Linked DNA regions of Ovis aries: region 2 is linked to region 1. A link is a contact called in public Hi-C data. All regions are on one chromosome and are shown on one strand. The core of a region is the stretch at or near the end of the contact, and the rest is flanking DNA. Distances in the headings are between cores, read along the strand shown.

Region 1 (4,481 bases), core at 399-2,898:
ACATGATATGCTATGAGTGCATTTATTCCCTAAAAATATTTTCCATATTAATTTTTATGACACATTCAGTATCTGAGTATATTTCTTGGTCATAAGAGAGTCTGAACATTTGTACAGCTTTTGATAGCAAGCTAGATCTCTTTTGACAGCAAGTGAGAAGAGATCTGATCCAAACACTGGCTGAAACAAAACAGGAACTTACTTGATTATGTAACTGAACAGTCCAGGAATAGGGCTTGCTGCTCTGCTGCTATCTTGGATTGAGAGCTGAAAAGCATCACCAGGGTGCCTCTCTCTCTCTCTCTTTCACAGCTCTTTTCTCAGACTGGTTCCCACTTAAGATGTCAAGATGGCTACAGCAACTCTGAGCCTTACATGAAACATGAAAATATAGCAGGACAGAAAATGAATCTCTCTCCCAGAAGCCCCAGCAGAAATATCACTACTTCTCATTGATTCTGCCTCTGGCTGACTAGGGGACTGCAATATCTGGATTGATTTAGGTCACAACTCTGTGCCTGAGCCAGGGGTGCAGCCCCAGCCCGAGCAACGGCACTGGAGGCAGGGATTTCCGCAGATGGGAGCAAGAGTCCAGTTGCCAGCAGCAGGCTGTGTGGTGGGCAGCGAAGAGAACAGCTGACAGTAAACAGCTGTAGCCTGAGATAATTGGTGTGCGATGGAAATCCAGTAGAAATGAGGATCTACCGAGAAAGAGGGGCACACTGACAGAAGGAGAGTGAAAAATGGGAGATGTTTACATCCATCACTTGACATTAATATTTAAAATTTTAAGAGTCTATATTTCTGGACTTGGTATGCAATTTCAAAAAGAAAGAATAATTTATGTTCCTAGACTTGATGTGCAATTTCAAAAAGCAAGAATAATTGCTTTATTCTTCAAAATTAAAAAAAAAAAACCAACTTCATGAAATGAGCTTTGAGAAGAAAATTTTATCCTGAGAATTACTGCAAGTATAAGATTACTCTCATCTAAAAGCATGTCAGAAATAAAAGACAGTGCTGGGAATCAGCTGCTGACAGCTCTAGACAGAATGTCTAATTTGAAAATGATTTATTCTTTTCCATGTAAGGCTCTTCTATAATATGTAAATTGGAGGTGATTCGTATAACTCATGTAATGCTAAGATAAGAGCTAGAGTAAGAAGTTTGGGTTAGAAGCAGAGTGACTTTTAAAAATAGTTCTACAGTCAGTTTCTATATTCATCAAATACTTAATGGCAAGAAATGTAGTCCAAGAATTTTTCTAAGTCACTGCAGAGAATTAATAATTATCAGAAGAAGAAAAACATTTTACTAGTTTCTGAAGAGGCATTGTCCTGTCCTTGGCACAGGACCTGGTGGATTCAGCGTGTATAATTTCTCCTGAGTGCCTCTGGCAAGGCTATTAGTAGCCTACTCAACAGCTATTACCCGCTTCTTTCTGTTTAAAAAAAAACAACAACAAAAAAACAGACTACATACATAAAACAAAAGCCCTATTTCAATTGGGTAATGATGTGCCCAGTTTCAGGGCCTAAGCAAATCATATCACTCTCACTTCCCTTTTGTGAGTCTAGCGACGGGCATGAGGTCAAGTTCAGGCCCAAGATGTTTGCTGGGAGCCTCAATGTTTCTTCCTGCTTAGGGAGACTTAAGAGAAAGAGAAAGCCCTTTTCTTGTCTCCTTCCTTCCTGCTTGGGACTCGGCACTCTGACGAAACCGTGTCTAGAGCAGCTGCGCCATCTGGTGGCCAGAACGGGCAGGACATGGGGCAGCCCTTGGGTGCCCAGTCATCCAGCTGTTGAGCACCCCAGTCGTCACCTGCTTTCACGCGTTCCCTTAAGTGTCATGTTATGGGTCATGCGGTTTGAGCACTTTTAGTCGGATATTCTGTTTCTCTAGCCAAAGCCATTCCTAAATAATATGGCTCCTCCTCAAATTTCTGACTTGGGATTGCCATACTAAAAACCACGCAGCTAAATTTTCCTTGCAAAGTCAAAACTTCATTCTTAAAGAACCACTATTTCTTAAATTGGCCTATTTATCTAAGTTTGATCCAGTGGTTGTCTTCAAAAAATAAAATTCAAGCCAGATCCTTTTTAATCATTTCTTTTGGAAAACTATTAAATACATTTATTACTGAGATGACATTCCCTCACAGCTGACACCTGTCCTCCTGTTTCAAATATGACAATCTGTAAACATTGAGGAGGAAAGTGGACAAAGAGGAACTTTCCCTCAAAGCCATGCAGAAACACAGCAGACCTCACCCACAGAGGAGCTTCAGTGTAAACAGAATGAAAGGACTTCATCAAGGAAATTCAAGTATCAGATGGAATGCAATTAGATGATCTTTAAGGTTTCTCCTTGGAAGGAAAGTTATGACCCACCTAGACAGCATATTAAAGAGCAGAGATATTACTTTGCCAAGAAAGGTCCATCTAGTCAAAGCTATGGTTTTTCCAATAGTCATGTATGGATGTGAGAGTTGGACTATAAAGAAAGCTGAGGGCCAAAGAATTGATGCTTTTGAACTGTGGTGTTGGAGAAGACTCTTGAGAGTCCCTTGGACTGCAAGGAGATCCAACCAGTCCATCCTAAAGGATATCAGTCCTGAATATTCATTGGAAGGACTGATGTTGAAGCTGAAACTCCAATACATTGGCCAGCTGATGCGAAGAACTGACTCATTTGAAAAGACTCTGATGCTGGGAGGGATTAGGGGCAGGAGGAAAAGGGGACAACAGAAGATGAGATGGCTGGATGGCATCACCGACTCAATGGACATGAGTTTGTGTAAATTCCGGGAGTTGTTGATGGACAGGGAGGCCTGGTGTGCTGCAGTCCGTGGGGTCACAAAGACTCGGACACGACTGAGCAACTGAACTGAATTGAACTGAAGGTTTCTCTCAGCTCTAAGATTAAAGGGTTTTAATGGTCTCGGATCTCATATCTTAAAACTAAAAACATCTCTTTGTGTTTGATTCTGCAAAACATTTTAGTACCATCCTCTCTCCTTAAATATTTCATTGAAAGTGAAAATTGCCCAGTCATGTCCAATTCTTTGTGACCCCATGGACTATACAGTCCATGGAATCTCCATGCCAGAATACTGGAGTGGATAGCCGTTCCCTTCTCCAGGGGATCTTACCGACCCAGGAATCGAACCCACGTCTCCTGCATTGCAGGCGGATTCTTTACCAGCTGAGCCACCATGGAAGCCCAGGTATACCCATTTTTTGCTTTCTGACTCCCTATCCATAACACTGTGTAACTGAAATTCTATACCACGTTTGAGTACTAAAAGTGTCCTTAGTTTGCTAACAACTGAAGGTTAAAATTAATCCAACACATTTTTCTTAAATTTTTTTTAATTAGATAATTTATTAGATAGTTTTTTCCTGCAAATGTGCAAGGAATCTCCATGTAGTTTTAGAATCCTCCTTCTAGTATTTTTTGTTGTTGTTTAGTCACTAAGTCATGTCCAACTCTTTTGCAACCCCATGGACTGCAGCCCACCAGGCTCCTGTGTTCATGGGATTTCCCAGCCAAGAATACTGGAGTGGGTTGCCATTTCCTCCTCCAGGGAATCTTCCCAACCCAGGGATTGAACCTGTGTCTCCTGCATTAGTAGGTGGGTTTTTTTTTAACCACTGAGCCACCAGGGAAGTTCTCATTCTTGTATGGACACCTACAAAATTAAAATCTGAATTTCTTGGTATATTTGTAGCCCATATCTTTCTTGTTAGTTTTTGCATAAGCCTCGAACTATTTTTTCCAGCTTTATATTGAGCTACTATTGACATATAACATGCAAGTTTGAGGTGTATGATGTGATGATTTAATACATCACAATGAGGTTAATTAACACCACCATCCCCTCATATAATCAACTTTTTGTGTGCATAGTGAGGACATTTAAGATTCACTCTCTTAACTTTCAAGTGTATAATTTAGTACTGTTAATTATAGTCACCATGATGTACGTCAAATCCTTGGAACTTACTCATCTTGGAGCTGGAAGTTTGTGTCCTTTTAAATCTTTATCCTCCCTGGACTGTCTCTTTTCCAACCCCTGCTTAAAATTCTGTCCTTCCTTTAATCTGATTCCTGAAACTTGAGGGTTTTTTTTCTTCTTCTTTGTAGTCTTTCTTAAGATATAACTAAATAATCTGGGGAAATCTTTTAAAAATCACACACATCCAAGTTCGAGTCCAAGAATTATGATTCAGCGGGTCAAATGTGGGGTACGTTTTGCCAAACAACCTATGTTTTAGGGTATGCTGCTGCTGCTGCTAAGTCGCTTCAGTCGTGTCCGACTCTGTGTGACCCCATAGACAGCAGCCCATCAGGCTCCACCATCCCTGGGATTCTCCAGGCAAGAACACTGGAGTGGGTTGCCATGTCCTTCTCCAGGGTATACTTTTCCCCTAATCTGTTCTTCCATCAATTCTGTTTTATAAGCTGAAAAAAAAATGGCA
Region 2 (4,498 bases), core at 1,876-4,375, 340 kb before region 1:
GGGCAAGAGCACCTTGGGCCTGAAACCTAAACCCCAGATTCCTAGTCTGGCTTTACCACCTGCTAATTTCGCTACTTTGGCCAAGAGTGGCCTGTCTGTTTTATATGATCGTGTGTGTGCTGTGTACTAGGTTGCTTCAGTCGTGTCTGACTTTGTACGACTCCATAGACTATAGCCCTCCAGGCTCCTCTGTCCATGGGATTCTCCAGGCAAGAATGCTGGAGTGGATTGCCCTTCCCTTCTGCAGGGGATCTTTCTGACTCAGGAAGATCAAATTGGCATCTCTTATGTCTAATCTGCATTGGCAGGCACGTTCTTTACCACTAGAGCCAGCTGGGAAGCCCCTTATATGATGGTACCAGTACTCAGAATACACAAGACAGTTTTCATGATCATCAGAGATGATGCTAAAGCTCTTAGCAGGAGTTACTGACTTTCGCATTACTGTCCCCTGGTACTTTCCCTTCTTGCTCGGGGTTTCTGAGGGAAGTGGCAGCTGCCACGGCCCAGCCTTTTCTTACCAGTGTCTGCTGTCCCCTTGCACCCCACGCTCTCCTCACCCACTCACGGTCCTGGCCTCCAGCTCAGCTGTCTCCAGTACTACACAGGCCCTACCAACGGCACCGCAGAGATGCAGGTGGAGGACGGCTGCGTGGAGAACCCCAAGTACTACAACTACGTGGCCGTGCTGTCCCTCATCGCTACCATCATGCTGGTGCAGGTCAGCCACATGGTCAAGCTCACACTCATGCTGCTCATCGTGGGGGCTGTGGCTGTCATCAACGTCTACGCCTGGCGCCCCATCTTTGATGACTACGACCACAAACGCTTCCAGCAACACAAGTAAGATGAAGCCTGTTTGGAGATCTGCATGATCTCCTTCCTCCCACCCGCCTCCCCAGTCCCCACTTCAAGGTCATGGGCCTGCAGTGAGCTGGCCATCTGTCTCTAGGGCTAATCAAAGGCTTGTATGGGAATCAGGGTTCGTGGCTTCTCACAGACTGGTTGGCTGTAATCCCAGGACGGATCCTGTCCCTTCTTGAGGACTGGAAGGTCCAGGTCACCTCAGTGTTTGGCTGGGTGCAAGTTTGTGCTGTTATCTGTCCCGACAGCTTTCCGATGGTGGCCTTAGAGAAGATGCAGGTGTTTTCCAGCTCGGGGCTCAATGGCACTGACAGGTAAGGGTGTCTCCTTTCCCGTCCTGCCCTGCGTTTCCGGTCCCTTTCTTCAGGAGACAAAGTACAACAGTCCAAAGCCCCAGGGTCTCATCCTTCCAGAGGCAAACTGTATGGGATGTTCAAGCTCGAAAAGTCAGCATGTTTCTGTGGGAGGCTGGAGCAGACTTTAGTGCTTATCTGGCCGCGCTGGCCTCTCCTGAGGTGAAGAGAATGCAGAGCGGTCCAGAGGGTGGAATAGAGAGCAGGCTGGAGAGGCAGAGAGAGGAGCAGCCATCTGGGTGACGGCTGCGGACCAGACCTCAGAAGCTGGAGGAAGGGGCCTGTGGCATTCAGTCTAGAACACCCAGACTCCTTTCCCGCCACAGTGGTTCTCTGTGGGGCCTCGGCAGGCCAGTTTGCCTGAGTCTGTGTCATCTCTTGAAGAGGTTATCAGCAGAATTCTTCAAGATTCCATCTTAGCTCTGAAGTTTTAGAATGTTATGATGCAGTGACTTGACTAGACTTTTAAATAAGTTAAAAAAAAAAAAAAAGATTACCTAACAGAGAAGATGGACAGAAGACTTGAATAGGCCTTTCACAAAAGAAGTGTAAATAGGAACTAATAAATTAAGGGCATTCAAGTAATCAGGGTCATGCAAATTAAGGCCACCAGGAAAGACTGTCACACACCAACCAGTTTGGCAAAAATTAAGAAGGCTGATAACATCATGGATTATGGTAACCCATACGTTCCTGGTGGAAGTATAAATGGTACAACCATTTAAGAAAACAATTTGGAGTTAATTAGTAAAGGTGAAAATAGACCTATGACTCAGTAACTCCACTGCTATGTATACACCTTAGAGAAATTAATGTACATGTTATTTGTCCCCAGATGTATGTACTAGAATGTCCACAGTTGCACTGTTCATAATAGCCACACGCTCGCAAACATCCAACTCAAAGGAGAGCCCCAATGAAATTAAGACTAAGTGGATATGTAAATTGTGGTATATGCATATACCAACTCAGCTCCACACAAAAATATGGCTGACAGTTATAAAAACGCATGGTGCAACTGTGCCCTCATCCCATCACTGAGATGTTAGTCTCTCCCTTCTCCAGATTCCTACATGGTTGAGGCTACTGCTGTGATCAGTCAGGTGATGTGGTGTTTAATAAAACATCCAGAGAGCAGCTCTCAAGGCCTGACGTGGATTTCAAGTGCAGCCAGAACTGTCCAGGAGTTGGCTGGCAGTTAAGACAAAATCCCAGTGATTTCAGAAATTTTTACTGTCCAGTGGGCATCTGGACTTGATATGAAAGTGCTTAAGCTGCTGAGAAAGGTTTCTGGAGTGATAAGAAACAGCATAGCCACATTAGAGAGGATAAAAACTCCCTTGTCAGCAGAGGGCAGCATGGCGCACTTTCAACTGAATTCTGGGCCCCACAGGCTGCCCCTGGTGCCGTCTAAGTACTCGATGACAGTGATGATCTTCGTCATGATGCTGAGCTTTTACTACTTCTCCCGACACGTGAGTGCCTGCACACCCGCCCCTTCCACGCCGACTTCTCAGGGCCTCCTGAGAAGCAGCCCCAGGATCTAAGAACCCAACCTCCTGGGGAATGCCGTTTTCCTTACCCCACATGGCATGTGACCCCGGTCAGGCCACCGCCTCTGCCATTTCCTGGTCTCCCTCAGGAGTATCAATACCAGAACAACAGTTCTTACCTCTTGCTCTGAGCTGCTGATGGAAGGCTGGGAGTGGGGCATAAAGCCTGGATAAAATCTCTAATTTCCTAGGCCAGGGGCTCATGGATCTCCACTCATCCTGGCTCTGGGGGTCATGAACATACTGACTACAAAGCCAGAAAGGGAAATTTTTGTTTGGTTAAAAGGAAAAAGACGAAGAGGGAGGGGAAGTACCCACACAAGGGACTTACTTCCCTATTAGCTCAGGAGCCACCCAGTGGCTTGTCAGAGAACTGCAGCCACCTCCAGGCACTTGGCGACTGGAGCCTGCTGGAAATGGGGACTTCTCTTCCCTGCGCTGAGATCCCCACTGCTGCCACCACCCACAAGGCCCATCTGTAGCTGAAATGAGGTCCCAGGAGGCCCCTCACATCCTCCTGTAACCACAGAGGCTGGGGTCATCACCCCAGCTGTATGGTATGGCCTTTTTTGATGAATCATCTTTCTGGGGTTCATTTCCCCTGCTATCCAGCCATCTCCATCTTCCTTTCAGTTTTTCCATGTTGGAACCCCTCAAGTTCCCATTTCTCAACTTTTTTGTTTTTTGTTTTTTTTGGTTGCACTTTATGGGATCTTAGTTCCCCAATCAGGGACTGAACCCAGGGCCACAGCAGTGAAAGCACCTGGTCCTAACCACTGGACCACCCGAGAACTCCCTCAAATGGCCAGCTTAGGGCACACACCTTGCCTGTGTCTATATCCATAGGTGGAAAAGCTGGCACGGACACTGTTCTTGTGGAAGATTGAGGTCCACGACCAGAAGGAACGTGTCTATGAGATGCGACGCTGGAACGAAGCCTTGGTCACCAACATGCTGCCTGAGCACGTGGCACGCCATTTCCTGGGGTCCAAGAAGAGAGATGAGGTGAGGCGTGGCCCCATAGGGCTGGAGCCATAGGGCCGTCTTCTGGCTTTCTGCCTTCTTGTGACATGGCCTGGGGGCCCAGGTAGGGCTGGACCTACACAGCACCACAGTATCAGAAGCCAAAGAATCTCTTGCCATAATCTGTGAGGCCTGTTTCAGAAGACAAGGCCTTAGTGGAGCGCACCTGTCAACTTTGATTGTCCCAAGTGGTTCTCATGCCTCACTTCACAGCTTGCCACTGCCCTCCTTCCTAGAGCTGGGGCTGTTGGCAGGAACTAGCAAAGCTCTTTTTTTGGTTTCCAAAGTTGCAATGAGCTTTCTAATAATTCAGTCAGGATAGTCTGGGAGACCTGTGTGTCCAAAAAGCTGAGTGCACGTCATGGGTGTGGAGGACGTTCATTTCTGTAGCATGCCATTCACTTAGACTGTCTTTGAGCACTTTGGCCCTGCCTCTCTTTAGGAGCTGTACAGCCAGTCTTATGATGAGATTGGAGTTATGTTTGCCTCCCTGCCCAATTTTGCCGACTTCTACACAGAGGAGAGCATCAATAATGGCGGCATTGAGTGTCTGCGCTTCCTCAATGAGATCATCTCAGATTTTGACTCTGTGAGTGACTATCCTGGCCCCTGCATCCTGCCACAAAGCCAGCCCTTCCAGACTGCAGCCCAAGAAACTTGGGAGTTACTTCGGCTGCTGTTTTCCCATAAAAACTCCTCAAAACG

The links. A called contact is a pair of places that touch in the nucleus more often than the background predicts.
Region 2: a contact with region 1 is called in a Hi-C map of liver, with 6 times the contacts expected there. The contact joins two enhancer-like sites. A contact is called at or near these places in 7 of 16 Hi-C or Micro-C datasets (blood, hypothalamus, liver and 1 more).

The regions. Positions count from the first base shown.
Region 1 is chr3:31,980,553-31,985,033 of ARS-UI_Ramb_v3.0, reverse strand. No RefSeq gene overlaps it. Among named protein-coding and RNA genes, the nearest start is that of ITSN2, 45 kb to the right of the region's middle. Within about 2 kb of position 1,648, at least 31 of the 54 cell types and tissues checked have an H3K27ac peak or open chromatin away from gene starts, as enhancers often do. A contact at or near this core is called in liver, where this site is marked.
Region 2 is chr3:32,318,293-32,322,790 of ARS-UI_Ramb_v3.0, reverse strand. It overlaps ADCY3 (adenylate cyclase 3), which reads left to right. Exons shown (of 22, transcript XM_042245870.1): 14 at 584-843; 15 at 1,113-1,178; 16 at 2,611-2,692; 17 at 3,617-3,775; 18 at 4,236-4,382. Among named protein-coding and RNA genes, the nearest start is that of PTRHD1, 21 kb to the right of the region's middle. Within about 2 kb of position 3,125, at least 11 of the 54 cell types and tissues checked have an H3K27ac peak or open chromatin away from gene starts, as enhancers often do. A contact at or near this core is called in liver, where this site is marked.